Linked DNA regions of Xenopus laevis: region 2 is linked to region 1. A link is a contact called in public Hi-C data. All regions are on one chromosome and are shown on one strand. Each heading gives the region's core, a stretch centred on a gene start, on an enhancer-like site or on the middle of the called end of the contact. The rest is flanking DNA. Distances are from core to core; before and after follow the strand shown.

Region 1 (5,768 bases), core at 450-2,949:
TAACCAGCAGCTGTAAACAGGTTATTATTATTATTATTATTATTAAAGGAGAAGGAAAGGCTTCGTGCACTTGGGGGTGCCACCCCCAAGTGATTGTATTGACTTACCTGAAACCCAGAGCCAGTGCTCCTATCAGCAGAAAACTGCACCGGCCCGGGGTTATACCAGTGAGCACCACAGAGTGATCCTCTTCCAGCTTCTTTCTTCAAATTTCCCAGGACAGATGCATGCGCAGTAGAACAAAATAGCCAACTTTTTAGTTAAAGTTCGGCTTTTCGTTCTACTTCGCATGCGCAGCCGCGCGAAGAAAGAAGAAGACGGAAGTGGATGGCTCCGTGGTGCTCCCCAGGCTGGTGCTCCTATTAGCAGAAAACTGCACCGGCCCTGGGAGCACCACGGAGCGATTCACTTCTGTCTTCTTCTTTCTTCGCGGGTTTCAGGTAAGTAAATACAATCACTTGCCTAACATTTGGCATCCCAAATGCACAAGCCTTTCCTTCTCCTTTAACATGTATTTATAGAGCCAACATATTGTGCATCGCTGATTGTACGGTTCTAATCTAAAATGTGGAGCCATGGTACATAACTGCCTTTAGCCTGCGAGCACATTCCTGGGAACAAATGGTACCTCTCTGTAGACCAGGGATCCCCAACCTTTTGATCCCGTGAGCAACATTCAGAAGTAAAAGGAGTTGGGGAGCAACACAAGCATGAAAAATGTTTTTGGGGTGCCATATAAGTGCTGTGATTGGCTATTTGGAAGCCTGTATGTGGATTGTCAACCTACATTGAGGCTCTGTTTGGCAGTGCACCTGGTTTTTATACAACCAGAACTTGCCAAGCCTGGAATTCAAAAATAAGCACCTGCTTTGAGGCCACCAGGAGCAACATCCAAGAGATTGGAGAGCAACATGTTGCTCACGAGCTACTGGTTGGGGATCACTGCTGTAGACTGTTACATACCCACAACACACCCTGTTTAAAGGAAAACTATACCCCCAAAATTAATACTTAAGCAACAGATAGTTTACATCATATTAAGTGGACTATTAAAGAATCTTACCAAACTGGTATATATATTTCAGTAAATATTGCCCTTTTATATCTCTTGCCTTGAACCACCATTTTGTGATGGTCTGTGTGCTGCCTCAGAGATCACCTGACCAGAAATACTGCAGCTCTAACCACAACAGGAAGAAGGGGGGAAGCAAAAGACACAACTCTGTCTGTTAATTGGCTCATGTGACCTAACATGTCTGGTATGTTTGTGTGCACCGTAAATCCTAGGATCCCAGGGAGGTGGCCCTTATTTTTTAAATGGCAATTTTCTATTTATATACTACTAAACATTTTTATTGTTATGAAAATGGTTTATTTATACGAAGCAGGGTTTTACATATGAGCTGTTTTTTGCAATATGTTTTTTTATAGAGACCTACATAGTTCAGAGGGTATAGTTTTCCTTTAACAAGCAAATATCAAGTGCTGTGTATACACAAATGCCAGCCTTCCTGTAATGCCACGGTCAGCGCCACACTCCCCTATTTGGAAGCTAAACACAAAAGGCCTCTGCTGCTTATTTTATTAGTTCTGCCACAGAAATGGCTGCCATTGCCTGAGAGGATTGGTCTTGGCAATACAGGTCAGGTTCTCATAGTGCTGCAGGGGTTAATGCTCCCCTTTTGGCTAAAGAAGTCTGTTTCCTTGCTCTCTGCCCTCAATGAAAACAAACACCAGGGCCTCTCTTCCTGGTTCCTTAGCAACGCCTGCTACTTTCCCCTGACAGAAACAATTGCTTTGTGCTGGGACTGGGCCGCAGAGTTCTATCATCACAGCCCCCTGCTCCCTTGTACTCTCTCTTCCTTAAATCTTATCCTGGGTCCACTCTCCATAACTTCTCTTGTTTAGTTTATGGGAAATACAGCTGGAAGCTTTTTTTTTTCCCCCTCACAAACCCTTCAACTTTCTCTCACAGTCAAAACCCTTGGATATTCATTGGAAACTTTAATAGGCTACCGATAATTGTCTGTAACCATAAGCATTCACTACCAAGGTGTGTTTTGCCTTCACCGATTCTGTTATATCACAGGACACATCAAAGGCGAGGTTCACCTTTAAATTCGCTTTCAGTATGTTATAAGAATGGCCAATTATGAGCACATTTTCAGTTTGTCTTTATTATTTATATATATTTTATATTTTATTAATTATTTGCCTTCTTCTGACTTTTTCCAGCTTTCAAAAGGGAGTCACTGACCACTTCAAAATAAAACGAATGCTCTGTAAGGCTACAAACGATTTGCTATTGCTATTCAGGCCTTTTCTATTCATATTCCAGTCTCTTGCTCAAATCGCTGCATAGTTGCTAGGGGAATTTGGACCCTAGCAACCAGACTGCTGAAATGGCAAACTAGAAAGCTGCTGAATAAAAAGCTAAATAACACACACACCCCAAATAATAAAAAATTAAAAATCAATTGCAAATTGTCTTACATTATACTTAGGGCAGAAACACACTCAGATTTGGGGAGATTAGTCGCCCATCGCCAAATCTCCTCTTCTTCAGGGACCCAACGATAAATCGCTTCTTCTTTGGGGCGACTAATCTCCCAGAACTGCCTCCAGTCGGTTAGAATGTAAATCGCCAACGGGATGGTAAACAGATCGCCCTAAGTTGCCTCGTTCGGAAAACGAAACGCTCTGAGTGCCATCCCGCCGGAGATTGAGATTCTAGCTCGCGGGAGGCAGCAGTTCAGGAAGATTAGTCGCCCCAAAGAAGAAGCGATTTATCGCTGGGCGACTAAATCTCCCCGAATCTGAGCGTGTGTCTCTGCCCTAAATGTTAAGACAAAGGTGAACAACCCCTTTAAAGGGGTTGTTCACCTTTGAGATAACTTTTAGTATGATGTAGAGACTGATATTCTGAGATAATTTGGAATTGGTTTTCATTTTTTATTTGTGATTTTTGAGTTATTTAGCTTTTTATTCAGCAGCTCTCCAGTTTACAATCTGGTTGCTAGGGTCCAAATTACACTAGCAACCATGCACTGATTTGAATAAGAGAATGGAATATGAACAGGGAACGACCTGAATAGAAAGATGACTAATAAAAAAAAAGTAGCAATAACAAAACATTTGTAGCCTTGAAGAGCATTCACTTTTTAGATGGGGTCAGTGACCCCCCGATTTGAAAGCTGGAAAAAAAGTCAGAAGAAGAAGGCAAATAATTAAAGAACAATAACAAATAAATAATGAAGACCAATTGAAAAGTTGCTTAGAACTGGTAATTCTACAACATGCAAAGGAAAATTCAAGGAATGCAAAGGACTGCGGATGGCTTCAATGTGACCCCATGTGTGATTTAGGCATCCAAAAAGACAACCTACACATATGTGTCTTTATGCAACTTGCAAGGGACTATACCCTAAAACTAACTCAAAAAATGTAATTTGATTTACTTTACTTTAATATTGGAAGCTTCCAGTGCAATAAAATTGCCTCTTCTGCATTCAGAAGGGCCAGCGACAGAAGCTCTAGGGTAATTTATTGTGACAGTGAAACTACAAACACAAGAGGATCAAGTGAAATAATTTACATGTGTCTTAAAGCGTCTGAAGAAAGGAGGATGTCCCGATGGACGTTGCCTACGAGCAGGAGAATATGTTTGCAATTCTCTTCCTCCCCACCCCCCTCGGGATTCCACTCCTGCTTACAATATGAATTATTCATAGGAGCCTCTGGCACTGAATGTCTGCAAGGTTCTTGGTCAGATCAAGTTCCTAAATCCCCCAGGTGGTTTGCTGGGAGGTGGAGAATTAAATGGAAGAGATTCCCGCCCCTAGCTGGCACGGTGCTTCTGGCTGCATGGGGGCATTAAATATGCAGGAGGGCCCTTAGCTGGCGGGACAAGGCCTGTTGCTCTTACAATGCAAGGAGATGACAGATCTACCAGGCAGAGGGCAGCCAGGGTTCAGCAGTCTCAGGGGCAAAGCAGAACCAGATCATATGACCTAGGCCACTGGGCAGATCACTGATATTAGAGAAAAGCGGCCCCACTCCAGTGAATGCCAACACCACCTGAAATGGTCAGAGATACCATCTTTACTCTTTGACAGCATTTTAAAAAAGAAAAAAAACCACAACCATATACAAAAAAAACCCCCAAATGAATTAACCCTCTAAGTGCTGGTGCCTCTAGTGCAAAAATAACATTGTGCCCAGGGTAGGACAGGAGCCTTGGGGGCCCACGGGGGCTGCAAAAAAGGGCCTTCCTGGCAGTCTCCAGTGGCCCACACGCTGCTGCAACACAGGTCCTTATAGGGCAGCCGGGGGAGCAGGTCTGGGCTGGCCGGGTCCATGAGTGCCAGGGCCCACCAGGTTTTTACCCGGTGTCCTGACGGGCCAGTCCGACCCAGATTGTCCCAGCCCATAAATTCTGCGTATAGTTACGCAGGCAATGCAGCAAGGTACCATCGTAGATATGGTTAAAAGGAAAGTAATCATTAATGGGCCACAAACTAGAGTCCTGCGCAGAACCAATTTCTAAGACCCGAACCCAAACCCGCAACCCAAACCGCGACCCGCATATTTACCCACTTTGAACCAATACACGACCTGGACCCGCAACTGCCTTATCCACGACCCGTAACCCGCAGAGCACCATCAAACCGGAAGTGATGTTGCTGTAAACTGGAAGTGACATCATCAAACGTGGGCGGTGGTCGAGAGGGACAGAAGCGCGCCGTGCGATGTAAGAGAGCTGTGCCGGAAGTCAGATGGGAGGGGGAGATGAGTGGAGAGAAAGCTACAGGGAGAGAGCTGCAGCAGGACAAGACCCGCAACCCGACCTGTGTCCCGCAGACCCCGCATCTATACCCGCACCTGAAAAGCCTTCCCTCTTTCCCTCTTTTTTTTGCGGGTAACCTGTGGGTATCCGGCCCACTGCAGGACTCTGCCACAATCTAAGACATTCAGTCTGAGACCCATTACTTACAATGCCCCATGTCATTAGGCCACACACACACCCCCCACCTTGAAGTTTTTTCTAAGAGAATCACGACTCAATCTTGCGAGATGCTACAATTTCCTATAACCGAACAGAAAACACCCCATGCAGTCACTGAAAGTTAAAGGGGAAGTTTACTTTTAAAAAACGTTTAGCATGTTATTAATGGACCTGACCCGGAAGCCGAAACACATATTCTGTGAGACTTCATTTTTATTGTTTATTATTTTTTAAGTCTCACCTGCCTATTTAGGCCCTCTCATTTCCATTACAATCTGCTGCTGGTTGCTAAGGTTATATTAACCCCTTGCAGCCCCACAGCAGGTAAAACTCCGAGCATGATTTTGAATAACAGAATAACAGAATTGTGGACCTATTGCAACTTATTTTCTTAATACCGCTATCTACATCATACTAAAAAGTCCATTCTTAGTGGAACTACCCTTTTAAAGTGTTTTAAATGAAATACAATATCATTTACTGTTGCCCTCAACTGGCAAAACTGCTGTGTTTGCTTCAGAAAAAAAATTACAGTTTATATAAACAAGCTGCTGTGTAGCCATCGGATAGCCATTCAAGCACAGGATACACAGTAGATAACAGATAAATACTACTATAGTTTATATAAACAAGCTGCTGTGTAGCCATGGGGGCAGCGCATTCAAGCCACAGGATACACAGATATACGAAGTACTACTATATGTTTATATAACAAGCTGCTGTGTAGCCACCGGGTAGCCATTAGGATACACATAGATAAACT
Region 2 (5,998 bases), core at 1,185-3,684, 100 kb after region 1:
GCAAGGCATACCCTTTCTTTTGGTGGGGCCTGGGGCAAAAGATGTTTTTTTTTGGGGGTTCCTTTTTCTGTAAATGGTAGCGTTATCCAGCCAACTGACCATGATTGTTCAGCTTTAACTACCAGCAACCCCTGTCGGTGAAAGAGCTGCTAGGGCTCTAGTTTTAGGGCCAGGGTCGGACAGGGTTAGAAGGTTCCTGGGAGAAAACTTGGGGGGGCACTAGGCTGACCTAGGCCAGTGTTTTACATGGGATCCCCGGAGCATGGGATCTGTTTTCCTGTGGCTGCAAAGTTTCTGAAAGAGGTATGTGGTAAATGTTGGGGCAGACGTGCTGCATACAGTACCTCCCAACTGTTCCGTTTTTAGAGGGACAGTCCCTCTTTTGACAGCTCAACCCGCAGTCCCTCATTTGTACTGGAAAGTCCCTTTTGTCAAAGTTTCTAACTTAATTGGGTTTTGGCGGAGAGCCCAGAACAGCCACACAGCCACAGCTGCAGATAAGATACTTTTGTAACAATTTCGAGATAAGCAAATAAGTAATTGTAACAATATAAGATAACAGGTCCCTTGGGAGACAGCTTAGGCTAAGGCCACACTAGGCGATAGCGCGGCGATTTGACTCACTTTTAAGCCGCAATCGCTGTGGAAACTTTTGCGCTGGCGTCTATGGGGAATCGCGTAAAATCGCCAGCGTAAAAACACACGCGGCGATCTTTTTTCTATTGTCGCTCGAAATCGCCTAGCGAGGCGATTTCGAGCGACAATAGAAAAAAGATCGCCGCGTGTGTTTTTACGCTGGCGATTCCCCATAGACGCCAGCGCAAAAGTTTCCACAGCGATTGCGGCTTAAAAGTCGCGGCGAAAAGTCGCCGCGAGTCAAATCGCCGCGCTATCGCCTAGTGTGGCCTTAGCCTTAAAGGGCAATTCACCTTCATTAGCAAAACTGTAATAACTGGAAAAAAAAACACAGAAATATGTTCAAACTTTTATAAATGGTGACATTTTGTAATATGAACATGGTAATTAGGGGGTGTGGTCACACAAAAGGGCGTGGTCAAGGAAATGTCACCACGCTACGCACGGCAACTTTTTTGTCCCTCTTTTTTTTCCAAAATGTTGGGATGTATGGACGTGTGTATATATATGTGCAGCTGGTGGGGGGTCCTTGAGGTGGCAGCCGCTGGTAGACCCCAGTTCAAGACTGCTTAGGGCAAGTGTATGTTAGCTGCACTCACCAACAACTCTACAGTACAGATATGATCAACATTATCCAGAAAAATGCCAAAATATGGCAATGCATAAATAAACAAATTCTTTTGTATTGCTCCCAATTACGGACAAATCTCTTGCCCAGAAACCTACGGTAGGGTTAAATAATCTGGTTCATGTAAGAAGGGGGAAAATCAGTTGACGAAATGCTGAGCTCAGTAATTCCTACAGGGGACAGATACATCCAGAAAGTACAAAATGTCTTTAGTTTAGATTTGTGCTTCTTGGCCCAGTTTATCTTTCGGGCAGTGACATGGGCTGAGGGGGGGGCAGGCTCCTGTGCTTGGGGCGCCCTCTCAGAGACACAATTGCACAATCCTCTTCTGTTGCCTCAAACAAGTTATTGTTTCATTGCCTTTGTTATGGAGTAAACAGAGGTTTCTATTAAAACTGGATTGATCTGCCATTGCGCCATTGCTTTTTGGTGAGACACCATGAAATGGAAAACAGCATACAGGTGTGAAAGGGCAATGCCCACAGGCTACCAGGGGTGGGAAAAAACCCTCCTGGTAGTTCAAGAGCCAAAATTCGTAATTGTTTTTTAAATCTGAATTTCGGCTCTTCTAGTGCAGAGAGCAGAACTGTACTCTACTCTAGCGATGTGCCCCCTACAACCAGCTCCGACACTAGAAAAGGTAAACTGGGGGTTGAGGAGGGCAGCAGTTGCTAGGTCACTCTAGGGTAGCAACAAGTGCTGAATTGCCTCTGAAGGGCATGTTGCACAAAGCAATGGTTTCACAACTAAGGCTACAGTAGGACTTTATGTGGCCTATACATAGGGTTGCCACCTGGCCAGTATTTTACAGTTTTTGCCGGTATTTACAGTATATTTTTTCCAAAAAAAGGTAGCAACCCTACCTATATATAAGAAAAAAAAATCCCCCCAAGGAGTATGGGGGTACCGCCTCTCTTCTGTGATCAAGTCATGTATGCAATTGGAGACAGGGTCGGACTGGAGCATTGGGGGCCCACAGGGGCTGCAAAATGAAGGGCCCTCGTTGCAGTCTCAAGGGGCCCCCTCCCAGCCTCCAAACTTGTGCTGAGCGGATGCTCAAGAGACTCAGCGATGTGTCTCAACAGCTGATCAGGGGAACAGTTCATGGCCAACGGGTGCCCATAAGGACCGGGGCTCACCAAGTTTTTTCCCCGTGTCCCAGCGGCCCAGTCCGACCCTGATTAGAGAGGAGCAAGGGAGGTGTCTAGGGCAGCACCAAACCAAAATACAGCTCTGCTTCCAGGAGGCCCAAAGCAGTGAAATGGGGACCTAGACTGCTGGCTAGTTATGTCAACAGGGAATCAGGACTCCCGTCACACTTGTTCAGATCGGACTGGGCCCGGCCCTTGTGAGACCTGCTCCTCACCCTGGGTGCTGCACCCTCACTTCCCTGGTCTTGATTGTGGCTGCAGCAAGATGAAATAAGGTACTTGTGTGTTGGGGTAGGGGCTAAGTGCGGATCCCCCAGTCTGAAACTGTGCCTGTTCCACTAAGGCCACATTACTGTTCTGCATAGACCACAACCCAGATTATTCTCCATGGTTTTCTGAAGATTTGGGTGTTTTCTGTTTTAATGGATATGTGCAAATTACTGACAGCAAGTGGCCGGACTATAACTGCGAATGACTAGATGGGCAAATCAGGGTGACTCTGGAAAAATCATTTTGAGTTTGAATTTGGATAAAACTGACCATAATGAATGTGATGGGACTTTAGACTGTAAACTCCACTGGGGCAGGGACTGACGTGAGTGATATATAATTTTCATAAACTGGATAATACTGATCACATGACAAATACTAATCACATTTATTATTTATATATTATTAATATTATTATTATTAATAATAATAATAATAATAATAATGGCCAGCCCATTGCTTGGTGCTGTACCCCTGTATTGTTTTGTACTAAAGTAGAAATAAAGACTACGGCCATTATCATCGTTTTTCTTTTCACTTCTCAGCTGAGAGTTAACGGCATTATAAAAACCAGTAATAAATAGTTTCCATTGCCCCAAATCAGGACCTTCGAACCAGCAAACTGCCAGCCACAAGGAGCCCAAAGGGACTGTCAGACGGCTTACAGGCTGCCAGAGATCTTGTACAGGGTTACTTACATATAGATGTGTTTTAAAGGCAATAAAATGGTTTTATGCTGGTTGTAAAAAGGCATGGTTGCCTACAAAATAAATGGTTGCACCCCAAGGAAGCATTTCTTAAAAATCTGTAGCCTTTAACCTCATCAGCGCCAAGTGATCTCATTCTCAGTCATCGAAATTCCACAATTACGAAACATATGAATCTAACAGTAAATCAAATCTCAATTTAGTATTTAACAGAGAAAGTGATGAGTGTGATGACCAATTTATTTATTAGCGTTTGGAAGCCTCTCCTCAGAAACAGAATTACTGAACTCAGCTGAGATCCTGCTGGAGCCAAACGTCGCCACCTGCTGTAAAAGGCTGTGCACTGCAACAGTCTCCTCTGAGATAAAGCAAAAGCTCTGCCTCTACTGCATTCAGATTTAGATTTATAGGTAGATATTACTTTTTAATGCTAAATTAAAAAGTGTGATTTATTCATATTAGAGGCAGAGCTTTTGCTTTATCTCAGAGGAGACTGCTGCAGTGCATGGCCTTTTACAGCAGGTACCCCTGTTGTAACCTCAGAGTTCCATGACCTGTATAAAAGCACTTGGCCAGTGGCCTCGTGTTTTTATATGGTCATGGAACTCCTTTGTGACTTAGAATATCCTTATATTTTACAATAAGGGACACTTTATTCACTATATAATATTATTTATAAGGACCAGCTCTTGCTTAGTGCTGTACCCCTGTAATGTTTTGTATGAAGGCAGAAATAGAGACTATGACCATTATCTTCACTCTCCCCACCAAATAAAAAAAAAAAGGTACCAGCAGTTATAGGGAGTGGGGTGGATGAAGGAAGGTTGTGGCTGGTGAGTGTCAGGGGGCCTAGTGGCTCCCTGTCAGGTATTGCTGGGATTCGAGCCGGGGACCTTTGGGTTTCTGGCGCGATACTTTAACCATTTGGCCAGGTGAGCAGCCTGTAGGGTTGCTCGCTATGTGTAACCTGGCCTCTGCAGTCCCAGCCCAGCTGCCGCCTGATTGGCCTCTCCAGCCCCAGCTCAGCTGCAGCCTGTTAGGCATCTACAGCCCCAACCCAGCTGCTGCCTAGCTTAATCAGCCAATCAGGGCTGACTCTTCCCTATTTAAGGGCAGCACTCAGACCACTCCTTGCCAGAGCATTGTATGATTTTCCTAGTACTGCGGCAGCGCCCCTAACTAGGTAGTTCTAGCTCTTGCCCCTTTTCCCTTATTATTCTGCCTTGCCTTGTCTGCCTGTCCTTGTCTTCTTGTACCTTGCCCTGACTTCACCTTGTACTGATCTTGTCTTGCCTATTCCTGATTCTTGCTTTCCGACCCTGCCTTGTACCCCTCTCTTGCTATCCAGCTCCAGTCTCCTCTTGCTATATCTTGCTCCAGTCTCCTCTTGCTATATCTTGCTCCAGTCTCCTCTTGCTATATCTTGCTCCAGTCTCCTCTTGCTATATCTTGCTCCAGTCCCCTCTTGCTATATCTTGCTCCAGTCCCCTCTTGCTATATCTTGCTCCAGTCCCCTCTTGCTATATCTTGCTCCAGTCCCCTCTTGCTATATCTTGCTCCAGTCCCCTCTTGCTATATCTTGCTCCAGTCCCCTCTTGCTATATCTTGCTCCAGTCCCCTCTTGCTATATCTTGCTCCAGTCCCCTCTTGCTATATCTTGCTCCAGTCCCCTCTTGCTATATCTTGCTCCAGTCCCCTCTTGCTATATCTTGCTCCAGTCCCCTTCTGCACTCTATCCCCAGTTTGATCTGATCTACGCCCGCACCGTCCTGTCCCTTCCAGTCTGTTCCTGTTCCACTCCTGTCCAGTCTGTTCCTGTTCCACTCCTGTCCAGTCTGTTCCTGTTGAGTCGTCGCCCTCTTCTTCCTTCCTAGTCCAGTCCTGATCTGCGCCCTCTCCGTCCTGTTCTGCAACTGGTCCAGACTGACTCTTCGCCCTCATCAACCTGTTCCTGCATTCCCTTCAAGTGTTCCCTAGGCACATACAGCTCCTGCCTTAAGGACTCGCCCTTTCCCTTCAGTCTCTACAGCGCCCCCTACCTAATCCTTGACACTCCCAAAGGGAGTAGTCTGGACCAAGGAGGAAGCCAGGAACCAGAGTCCAAAATCGTGGTATCCGAGGGGTTAAACAAGAGAATAGTTGAAGTCCATGCAAAGTTTCAGGAGGCAGGCAGATCAGGTTCAAAGTCAGAGTTTCAGGCAGGAATCAGGATCAGGATAACAATAGCAAAAACACCCAGGTTCTATAGCACAAGAAACCAATAATTGGGCAGGGTTTCAGTGTCCAGGGTGCCCTTTTATGAAAAAAACCCGGCACCAGTGATGACATCATCATACAGCGACACTGCACCCATGTGTTCAACATGGGCGCCGCCATCTTGGATTTCCATCGGCACCAGTGATGACGTCATCATGCGACGACGCTGCACCCATGTGTTCAACATGGGTGCCACCATCTTGGATTTTTATTGCGACCGCCGAGAAGGTGAGCAGCGCCGTCGGGTACTTCTGGCAGTCCTGACAGTGAGGGGGGACCTGAAGTTGGTGGAGTATGGGGTTGAGAGTCCAGAAATGTTGCACATTATTTTTTGTTTTGCTTCTGTTCCA

What was found. A called contact is a pair of places that touch in the nucleus more often than the background predicts.
Region 2: a contact with region 1 is called in a Hi-C map of the XTC cell line, with 4 times the contacts expected there. The contact joins two enhancer-like sites. A contact is called at or near these places in 3 of 4 Hi-C or Micro-C datasets (the XL177 cell line, the XTC cell line and animal cap).

The regions. Positions count from the first base shown.
Region 1 is chr9_10S:103,004,027-103,009,794 of Xenopus_laevis_v10.1, forward strand. All of the region lies in intron 3 of slc9a3r2.S (SLC9A3 regulator 2 S homeolog), which reads right to left. Among protein-coding and RNA genes, the nearest start is that of tsc2.S, 17 kb to the left of the region's middle. Within about 2 kb of position 1,700, at least 2 of the 7 cell types and tissues checked have an H3K27ac peak or open chromatin away from gene starts, as enhancers often do.
Region 2 is chr9_10S:103,107,012-103,113,009 of Xenopus_laevis_v10.1, forward strand. No RefSeq gene overlaps it. Among protein-coding and RNA genes, the nearest start is that of slc9a3r2.S, 29 kb to the left of the region's middle. Within about 2 kb of position 2,435, at least 1 of the 7 cell types and tissues checked has an H3K27ac peak or open chromatin away from gene starts, as enhancers often do.